2 separate regions of the Anas platyrhynchos genome follow, and region 1 is linked to region 2. A link is a contact called in public Hi-C data. All regions are on one chromosome and are shown on one strand. Each heading gives the region's core, a stretch centred on a gene start, on an enhancer-like site or on the middle of the called end of the contact. The rest is flanking DNA. Distances are from core to core; before and after follow the strand shown.

What was found. A called contact is a pair of places that touch in the nucleus more often than the background predicts.
Region 1: a contact with region 2 is called in a Hi-C map of liver, with 3 times the contacts expected there. The contact joins two enhancer-like sites. A contact is called at or near these places in 2 of 8 Hi-C or Micro-C datasets (liver and subcutaneous adipose tissue).

The regions. Positions count from the first base shown.
Region 1 is chr8:8,977,284-8,982,889 of IASCAAS_PekinDuck_T2T, forward strand. All of the region lies in intron 1 of SLC44A3 (solute carrier family 44 member 3), which reads left to right. Among named protein-coding and RNA genes, the nearest start is that of SLC44A3, 52 kb to the left of the region's middle. Within about 2 kb of position 4,193, at least 3 of the 8 cell types and tissues checked have an H3K27ac peak or open chromatin away from gene starts, as enhancers often do.
Region 2 is chr8:8,740,884-8,746,623 of IASCAAS_PekinDuck_T2T, forward strand. All of the region lies in intron 1 of ABCD3 (ATP binding cassette subfamily D member 3), which reads left to right. ABCA4 (ATP binding cassette subfamily A member 4) reads right to left here. Exons shown (of 52, transcript XM_013106556.5): 24 at 5,220-5,359; 25 at 4,194-4,331; 26 at 3,408-3,595; 27 at 2,549-2,639; 28 at 1,769-1,974; 29 at 1,307-1,355; 30 at 522-763; 31 at 1-98. Among named protein-coding and RNA genes, the nearest start is that of ABCD3, 46 kb to the left of the region's middle. Within about 2 kb of position 1,603, at least 2 of the 8 cell types and tissues checked have an H3K27ac peak or open chromatin away from gene starts, as enhancers often do.

The DNA of each region.
Region 1 (5,606 bases), core at 2,943-5,442, 240 kb after region 2:
GAGCTGTAAACATATGGTACAAGGGAATGAAGATTCCTGGTCCACACAGGTAGCTTATGATGTTTGGAAAATAAGTATCTTCATGCTTTTAATTTTAAACAAAAGCTTCAGGGCACTCCGCAGTAATAAGACACGAACCATAGAGTACAGCTCGCTAATATGCATTAAAAACTTCCAGCTCACGGATCTGACTAGATGCCATTTAACAGGCTACATCCACAACACACATTGTTTTCAATGGCTAAAGCACTGTTTATCTTGGACTCCATCTCTTGGTTTATAACCCTGTTTAAGAAGTCTGATAAATAGTACAGACCACACATGCTATAATCCTTTGGGTTAGAGCTGTTGTCCTTTCAGATCATCACATACACATACAATATATACTTCTCTGGGACTATGTCGTAGTGAGAATGGAAGTTGCACTGTTCTGTGGAAAGCTGTCACATGAAACTATCTTTCTTTCTTTTTTTTTTTTTTGAGTGATTTTCAAAAAAAATAAATTCAAGGAAATCAGGCTCTCACTATGACTCCCACAGATGTGAATGTTGAAACCTCTTTGCAGATAGCTGATTCCTCTGGGGAATATATCACAGTTGAATGTTTTTATTCAGATTACATTATCTCGAATAAATATATTTGGTTTTGATGCCTCTTTTCCTGGTACAAAATCAAATATTTTGTTGTTGGTGCTGATGGTAGTTTTTGTTTGTTTGTTTGTTTGTTTGTTTGTTTTTGTTTTGTTTTTAATATATCATCTGGGAGTAAGAAAACTGAGGTACACTGACCACTATTTTTAGAATTTCAACAGTCTTGTTACCTGATTAATACCAATGTTATAACTTAGTTGTGATATGCATATTTTTCTCCTTTTACTGTTTATTGTATTTACATTCATCCATAACAGACCATACTCAGGTTAATAGAATGAACAAAATCATTTGTGGCAAAGATTGCTTACTTCTTGCACGTAGATAGATATGAGGGTTCTTTACAAGAGCAGGGAAACACCACAGCTCACAGTTTACCAAGGAGCAGGGCTGAGGCAAGCAGAGGTAGATACTTGTTCAACAGCAGTTAGTGAGGAGAGGAAGAACTGAGGAACTCACTAAAGGTCAGATTTCTGCATATAACCCCAAGCCTATGCATTTTTTTTGCTGCAAGAATGAGCAAGCAAGTGACTACAAACAAATAATCATATGGGAGCATACTGTGAGTTCAGCTTGGTGCTATGTCCTGGTGTGCTTCAAATACTCTGCTTCCAGCAGTAGTACCAAGACCACTACCTGGCCTACAGACTTGAATGGTTTCAGAGGAAAGCCACAAACGGCAGGATTGCCTCTAACTCTCTTACCATAGTTACATGCACAGAATAAAATCATATTTTTAAATCCCTGTTTGGGCATGTTACTGTTTAAGTCCCTGTGGCATGTTACTTTCTGAGCCAAGTGTTGATGGACAACGGGATTACTTTTAGCTGCATAACTGACTATGTAAATACAGAAATTTGAAACAAAGTTCATAGGTCAGCAGGGTGAAGAGTGGCAACTCATATGAATAAGCCTTCGCATGATTAGCCCATAGATGTTAGTTTTGTCTGATCCCCCTTACTGGTAGACAGGAAGGATCATGGGAATTCCCAGACACATGCACATCCTTTGTGTTTTATAAGCTTTACTAAACAGTTAGCATTATCAGTAACATTATGTTGTGCAAACATGTTACGTGAACAGGAAACTGTATTATACTGTCATTGCTCAGACCATTTCAAATTTTAGTCACTAGAAAGATGGTCAACATCCTCTTTTCAAAAAATATCTTTCCATTATTAAACATGCAGTGATTGCTGCAAAATGTTGTTTCCTCAAATAGCTGACCAAAGAAGATATTTTTACCTCCCATCAAGTATGTTTGTATCACACATTACCTAATAGTTTACTCCACTGTAATGATACACAGTTTCTAAAAATAACATAAAATAAAATAAAAGCTCTTGTAGGAACAGCTCTTAAAATGATAACTGCTTTACTGCATGAAAATGAAAAAAGTACAGTAGCTATCCCATAACTTTCCTGATGATGAAATAGATTAGGGATACTGTTATTCTGTTGTTGAATCACAACAGCTTGGAACACTCCTAGGTTTAACTGTACATGATGAAAATAAATCAATATTGCAACAATATCTAAACATTTATGTACATTTTTCTTCATATAGGTCTCCAAGTCTACTACAAAAATAATACTGTATCTCATTTTAGCTAACACTACAGAAGCACTTTACAAAATAATACTGCTGATAAGCTTCATCAGGATTCTGTAATAAGCATTATGACCATGGCAAATTAGTTGTTATTACAGAAACAGTTTTATTACTTGAAAGTAAGTCTCACAAGTCTCTCTTATGTATTTCTTAAACCTAATCTGAGATATGGAACATAATGAACTTCAGAAGCGATACTACAAAATAAGTAAATATTGGTTTTACTGCTATCATAGAAAAATGGTGTCTTCTTTCACTTTAAACAATCAATGGAAACATTTCCGCAAAGTGCTTAAAAGTTAAATGAAACTATATATTGATACCTTAAGCAGCAAGAGGCAAATGGATGGAGCCCTGAAGAATATAGCTGACCGATGACATGGAGCTGCCGAGCTCCTGTTTTTTAGCATCCAGCTGCTCTAACTAGCTGGACTTCATGAATATATACCAGATAGGATGTTAAAAGACAAGAGTCTGACATACACCATATAATGATATATTGTAGATATTTTTGATAACAGGGAAAATTAAAATGTCATGAAGAAGACTAGGTTTCAGGGTTCTTTTCTCTGAAACAGTAGCATATAATCACTCATTAATAGAGTTGGAATTATTTCTCTAGCTATACAACATTTAATTGGGATTTGCAGAACTGGGCCATAGTTCCCAGCAAATATTTCAGCTATCGGACTCATCCTGAAAGCAGCTGCGCCTATAAGGATGAGTACATAACTTTTGTGAGTTAGAGCCTGTCATCTGAGAGAGTTTCTCATCAGTGGCCCTGGTGCTGATTCAGTACAACTTTAGTGAAGATGAATAAACTGTATACGTAATTCATGCCATCAACATTCTGTAGAACTATTGCTGACTGCTAGTCATGGCTGCCTTCTGCTCACTGTTGATTTTCTTTTCATGAGTAATTAAGGTGAAACTTTGATTGAGCAGGTAATTTATGAGAAGTCCTGACTATTAAAATGTGTCTCTATAAAACCATGAAGATAAAATAGAGGTAGCATAAGGAGTAAGTCAGATAAAAAACAGACATCTTGTTGGCCATTATCTGACTTCCTATGACTACTTGCATATATATTTTTTAAATTTGATGTTCAATCATCCATGTCTATAGATTGTCAGTTCTTTGAAAGGTGAATATATTGCCAGTGAGCAAATAGTTACCTTTCCTCCTGCCGTTCACATGCTGAGCAAAGCAGGATGTTTAGCATTCTCTTTTCAAGTAAGGAAGATGCCATGTCTTTGAGTGCATTGTGGTGGAATTTTGATTCTTGTTCATTTTTATAAAAGTATACAGAAGCGTGTCATTACACATGAAGAGCTTTATGCTGGAATTCCTCACTACCGTAACGATTATTCCTATGTATAGTAATGGCAGTAAGAGACTAGACATATGTGGAGAATACAATGAAGTTTACAATGAAGTGGCCCAGTAACTGGAGTAGATTTTCTGCTGGCTGCCTGTGTTGTGGTGGGGAGCATTAGGCCGGGTAAGATTGAAAGGACTGGATGATCTAATGTCTTCTCAGTATAAAAGCTGTTATTTGTAAGAATAAAAAAAAAGAAACTATATGCTGCTGTCTAAGCCTCTCTATACTGTGAAAAGTTTAGTTTTAAAAAGACAACTGTAAAAGTACAGATAGAATTGTACATGCTTTTAAAACTATACAACAAATGTCTAGACACAATAAAGCCATGGCATTACTCTTAATTAGTCACTAAAGGAACCAGTGGGAAGCAGTTCCAGAAAGTCCAAAATTAAAATCAACAACAAAATTGCACTTAGGCTACTTAGATGATACTGTAAACAAAGTGATGTGTTGTGTATGCGTTTGCCATCTGGAATTCATAATCCTTCCTCTGCTGAAAGCAAAGACCAGGGCTGGCAAAGCTGCCCGAGAGTGACATCCTGTGGGGAAATCTGCCACAGCAGCAGCTCCTTACCTTGTGCAGAAGCAGCACTTCTGAAAGGGTCTAACGTAAAGCCTACAGACCAAGTTGTCTGTCGGGATTCAGTAGGATTACTTTTCACTGGCAAACGTTCAATAGCTGAATCCACCTCATTAAAATAAATTGAGCTTACAAGAACTGAACTATCACTGAAGGATCTTGGGCTGGCACAAAAGACTTCCCTCTAGTCCTCATAATGAATATGTTACTTGATAAAAACCACGCTGCCCTGGACTCCACCCAATTAATGAAAAGCTCTCATTCTTTTTACTCAGAGCTAGACCTGACTGTATTGGTCACAGAAAGCTCTACAGGCTCCACATGGGCTGACTGATGCCTTTTTCTAGCTAACTGCCTCTTTGGCTTGGGTTTATCCCAGATATTCGCTGTTTCCCTTGCTGCTCTCTAGTGTGCCTTCGGTCCTTCCTTCCATTTACAGAATTTACAGAACAAACCAGTCTTCTCCAGCCTTACAAAAACAGATCTTTACTGCTCTTTCAAGATTTTAATTTCTCTGAAACTCAGCCAATTCTGTTTCCTGTCTTTTGCTGTGTGTTGCGAAGAGCAATACATGTACTTCTTTGTTCTCTGTATTGATGCACGCGGATGTACTGGCATGTCTACTCTTTGGGATGGAGAGGGACAACAACAGTCCCAAATAGCAGATATACTTCCAAATCAAGCTCATTCCTTTTATGGCACCCATGCTATTTACCACTCAGCCCATTTAGTAAGTACATTGTAATTGTCACATTCCACAAAGGCACAACTCTGGTGCCGTTTCTTGTCTGGGCTTGTGTATAAAGACCATGCAATCCTGATGCACTGATCCTCTTGCTCTGTTCTAAGACCTTGAAATGACTCAGCTCTGAAGTTTAATCAGCTTCAGCTCAGCAACCACACTCAAAACTTCGCTAGGGTCAGATTGTACTCTAGCTTGTGTATTGACAAGGCTGAAAAGGCTCTTTGTGGAGATCTCTGCTTGCTCATGTGGAAACTGGAACAAACTAACTTTGTGGTGTTATTCTCCTTTCTTGAATGATTCATACAACTGATAAATCACAGGAGGGGTCGTCTTTAGTGGTAGCAAGCTGAAGCTAATATAGCTGGGCTATAGGAGATGTACACTCTGTTCTTCTAAATCCCTGTGTAATTGACACAATATTTGATAGTCTGAAATAGAAATAGAGCCACTTGATGCCCCAGAAACACCCATGAGAAGATGGGATTGATATTAATTGCAAGCTGGGAATAAAAGAGGACTTGGCTTATTGACTGACTATTCGTGTGTTATATTTGAATGACTTTTAAGGCTGAGATGTGAAACATCTCAAAAAAACACATCAAATGACTAGAAAAAAATAGTATTCTATCTTTTGTGC
Region 2 (5,740 bases), core at 353-2,852:
ATCCAAGGGTGTAAGGTTAAGGCAGGATATTCTCCAAATGGAGGAATAATGACTGTAAGCATTAAAGACAGCAACACAAAACTAGCAGGGAGAACAATCTGCAGAGGACATGAAAACACCACACTAAGACATATGCTGCAGAGTGACATTGTACGCAGCTTATAATATATGTAAATGAAGGAGGGACAGCAGGAGCAGAGATCTAGTTTAGCTCCCAACCACCATCTATTTCTGCTTACTTGTTTACTTCTAATGCTTTCAGTTAAGACTGGTTGTCACAGAACTGTACTGTGTTAAAAAGAAAATGCTGGGCTAGTAGTGATTGAATCCTGAATTTGGTGAGAATGACAGATTACAGGCAGAAAGATAGAGACAGAGCAGCTGGAACCATAGATTAGAAAAGCAAGGGACCTGTTACCTATTTGCAGCACCTCTGTTGCTTTGCATGGAGACATTACCAGGAAAGACAGTGTTGAGAACATTATGGGAAAGAGTCAAGGACACCAACAGTGAGTCAATACCTGGGCTAGGAAGTCCTTGTGGCTGCGGGAGGCATGGTGGAACCGTTTGATGAACAGTGCTTTGATCTGCTGATGTACAAGCTGAAAACCTTTATACTGCCGGGACCCTTTGCCTTCATTTTGATCTCCTGCTATGCCTACTGGCATTTGAGAAGTGTCATTGGTTTCCAGAGGGTTTTTTTCAGCTGTTTTATTCTCAGTAGAAATTTTGCCACAAGTAGAACCATTTTCTTGATTGTCTCCTAGGTTAAAAATTGCAATTAATAATAGGAATTACCCTGATGAAAAGGGGCAGAGAAGACACTTTATTCTCCATACATGAAGACAGCACAAATGTCTTACTGAGCTCAAGATTTGATCGAAAGTATATATCACATCACCAGATTACTTTAATTATAATTGTTACAGTGTGGCTGTATCCAGTAGCATCACATAGATTATACACTTACTCAGCAGGATGAACTAGTTATTAATGTAGATAGTTTATGGACTTCTAGGCAACACAATACTACCTATAAAAACCACTGACATCTGGGGGATGGACACTACATCTTTATTTACACAGTTATGGACCTGATCCAAGCAAAATAAAAATATTTCTGCTGACTTCATCTAGTTTCTCAGACATCATGTCAGGCCCTAAAATCAGGTATTTACTGACTAAACATATTTTGATGAGAATTCCATACATAGACTGAAAGTTCTGAGGCTCTTCTTTACTTGGCATTCGGAATATAAAACAGTTCCAAGAAAAGTTTATCAAATACTGATTCATGGATTTATACCTGCTTTTTGCATTTCAGGGCTAGCTTCTGCTGTGACCTTTAGGAAAACCTGTCAGAGACAAGCACATCTGGTAAAGAATAGAACATTAACCTGATCTCAGAAACACTATATACTATCCTTTAATGAAACAGGAAAATAATTTCAATACCTTTTCAGTACTCTTGCTTACTACACAGTCTGAGGTCTCTTATGAAATATCTCAGAAAATAAAGAAATGATCCAACTTAGACACAGAGAGAGATTTCTGGCTAATGAGTCATGCTCCACAAGACTAACACACAGTCAGATTTGGGGCCTTTCTCTATGCCCATTCCAATGATTTTCTGAGCGTGCCACACCAAACATGACTGGGTTTCGAGGGAGATGTAGGAATTAGTAAGGTTACATGCTTAAGAGCAAGAACAGTCTCAGAAAACATTCTGGGGACTGATGGTAGGACCAGCAAATATTTTGTCTGTTACCTCTTCAAGTGGAGTGTCTGAAACTCCAAAACTGCTAAGTCCCAGGTCATCCAATGTTTCCTCCAGTTCTCTGAAGAGACTGGCATAAGATCGCTGTTTAAAGTGCTTACTGGGCAACAGGTAAACAATTTCTTGACCAATGCTTTCAATTAATTTTGCTTCTGGGACATGATGATGAATTACTTCTGCTAGCTCATTCAGATCTCCTGTGAAAAGTCAAAACAGCGTTCCAAGAATGAATATTTCACCACGCTAAGCATGATTTCAAAAGCTGTTGTTTGTACTATATGAAAGGGGACTGTTCTATTATGCAACTTAAAGATATCTCAGTTAACCTGTAATAGACTGGGCCATGTTACTAATTATGGTTCTGGAACAAGGTAGCAGGAAACTATTCAGGACTGTTAATAAAGCACAACAAAATCTTCTGGAATATCTACTTAACTTCTTCTTTGACATAGAAAGCCAAAATAACTTTTTCTGAGAAAGCCAGTTCCCTTTGCTCTAGATGTGCTTCAGTTTTCATTACCAAATTGCACATTTTGGTGCAGAGTTGTTGAAAATTCACAGTAGACTTCCAAAGCACACTGAGACCACACATATATCAAACAGGGGCAATGGTATACAGAAGTGTGAAGAAACTTTATTCATTTTAAAATCCAATGCAGTTAGACAACTGCTGGAAAAGCAGACCTCAGCAGCAGTGATCGGTAAGGTGAGACTTCAGTACAACAGGAGACATAGGCATGTGCTGGAATGCTGAACCATTCCACTTCTTACCATCCAGTTCCTGCACTTGAGTTCCTTCTTTGTCCCTGTGTGCACAGCTGGAACAGGAGCAGGAGCACTGAGATCCACAGCTACAAAATGACTGGCATGGAGAAGCAACAGATAAAAGATGAAAGTGCTTCAGATACATACAAAACAGTGTATAAAGGCTGTCAGCCTTTGAACACTCTGAGTCAGTGAAAAATACATCATATCTGAAGGGCATCTGGAACATGTTGCACTGAAGGTCATCTGAGGACTGGATTAAGTAAAATAGACAACACAAATTCTCCTGCACAAACCATATTTGTCAGTTCTATATTACATGCAAATGCCTGGGGAAATGTGATCAGCAGTGGCTGTAAGTATACAGATCACGTTGGTACTAAGGCTGAAAGTGCTTCCTACAGTAGAAACAATCCAGAACTGTACTTGTCAAGCTGTGGAATGCTGCTTTAGCTGCGGATTAGACTCAACTAATATTTGAGCTAGGTACTAGAGAGCACCATGTTTACAACTATATTGCAAAGGAGGCATCAGAAAGATTGGTATACGCACAAAGGCAACTTGACAGGTAAAGGTTTTGACAGACATAACTGAGGAAAGTGAATTACAGACCACTGAAGACTTCATGTCAAGTTACTATTTTCACTTGTCCTGCTGAATATATATTTATAAAATCAGAGATTTTTACAGAGATCCTCATGTAGCCATGTAATTTCATGAAATGTTATCAAATTCTGTCATTGTTTTCTCCATTTTGAAGTCAGTTTTGTACAAAGCCTCAAGCAGTGCTTGATTGCTTTCTACCTTGGTACAGTGCACGCATATGTATTTTTCAGATTTCATGAGGAGGGAAGCACACACTTACTGCATTCCTTGCAATTCTGGTGTTTTTCATCTTGCGAACAAGAGTGAGATAGAAGCCAGATCCAAAGCAGTTCTTAAGGAATACCGGGGAGCCTGAGCAGAAGAGTTTTCCTTGAGATATGATAGCTATCCTGTCTCCAAGAATGTCTGCCTCATCCATGTGATGGGTGGAGAGGATGATGGTTCTGCCTAGAAGGAACAAGTAAGAACATTTAAGGGATGACCTCTCTTAGGAACTCAAAACAGTGCATAGTTTTCGGCAATGAACGTAGGATTTTCTCTGCACCAGGGCCAGCACTCAGTTTGCTGCATCCATAATCGTCTGCTCAGAAAATCTTGTTTGCATATATTCCCAGCATGCAAACTTTCCAGTACCTAAAGGGGGCCTACAGGAAAGCTGGGGAGGGACTCTTTGTCAGGGAGTGTAGTGATAGGACAAGGGGGAATAGCTTTAAACCAAAAAAAGGGTAGATTTAGATTAGATCTCAGAAAGAAATTTTTTACTACGAGGGTGGTGAAGCACTGGAACAGGTTTCCCAGAGAAGCTGTGGATGCCCCATCCCTGGAAGTGTTTTAGGTCAGGTTGGATGGGGCTTTGAGCAAGCTGGTCTGGTGGGAGGCATCTCTGCCCATGGCAGGGGGGTTGGAATCAGAAGGTCTTTAAGGTTCCTTACAAACCAAACCATTCTCCTATGAAACAGTTTACACAGCAGGCACATGCTGTATCTATTGCAGGCTTAAAAACAAACAAACAAAAAACAACAGTTTACTCCTTCAAACCTGTTACCTGAGCGATACTTCAGCAGAAGATCCCAGATAGATCGCCTGGAATACGGATCAACTCCAGAAGTGGGCTCATCCAAAACTACCACTTTTGCTTCACCAACAAAAGCAATGGCAACAGAGAGTTTTCTTTGCATTCCACCTACCAGAGGATGGAGACACCCAGGAGTCTGAGATGAATCATGCATGTGGTAGGGATGTAATTAACACAGTTTTTCAGGGTGGAGAGAGACAAACTGATACAAGTAAAACAATACCCATCCTCAAACAAAGAAAGTTCTGCAAAGTTGGATCCATAGTCACATTTTTCTTGTGAAGTTCAAACCAACTCATTAATTATTATATATATACATATATATAATTTATTTATTTATTTTAGAATTTTTCAGTTCTGTGTTACATTTTCTGGTTCCGGCCGAAAGAAAAAGCACGAAGATCTGAGATTTTTCATATTCTTGTGTGAAACTGGCCAACTTCTACAGCTGCACTCAAGACAAAAGTGTAAGAACTCCTGACTCTGTATTCAATTCAGCTTTTGAACCTGAAACTGAAATATATCAAAATACACTGCATGCATTTTTTAACCTTTAGAATTAAAAAAGTTGCCCCTACCAAATAATGCAGTATTCTAGAGTACTGACACAAACAGGGGACCAGCATGGTCATTGTCAGAAATATGGTCATAGTCATGGTCAGAAATATGTCATTTGTCTTAAAATTATATAGACATTTTTGTTGTTGTTGTTACGTTGATGGATATAATTGTATATATTCATTTAAAAACAGCAACTTTTAAGCATATTTGAATTTGTCACATTTATAAGAAGCAGAAGCTTCAGGGACAGATTTTGACAGCTTTTTGTGCAGTCCCATTAAGCAATCTCTTTAAGAGTAAAGACCTCCCTAGTGCACAGTGATTTGGCAAAATACAGCCTCAAACAATGGAACTAAAACAATACTTGAGTTGTTCACCCACAGATGAAGAAAAGGCAGCAGAAAAAATAAACACTCAGAACAATCTTGTGGGCACCTGACAATTTCTGAGCCTCTTCATTCCTTTTATGGGTGAGGCCCATGTCTTCTAGCATCATTTCCAGCTCTTGTTCAGCTTCATCCCTGGATCTCCCTTTCAGTTGGGAATAAAACAATATGTGTTCTGCTACAGTAAGGCTGTGAAATCAGACAGAAAGGCATTAAGGCAATTTAAATGAATTAGCACAATTTTTCCAAACAACAATAAATTTGCATCTTGCTGAAGGAAGAGGGGCTACTTTACCCTAAACTTGGATCACAGATATTGTTTGGTATCAACACACTTCACTCAGCTGTCACAGGATCTTCCTTTGCCTTTTCAAATCAGAAACTGCTACCAAAGGAACAGGCATAGCAGACATCAAGCTACCTGTTTACGGGAATAAAACAGGTACTGATGTGGGCAACAGCATCGAGGAAGAAAGACTACTGTTGGTATGACTACCAACTGATGGCAGTAAATCTGGATATCATCTGAGAAGGTAGTCAACTGTCAAGTGGTAGGGCGCAATGGGCACA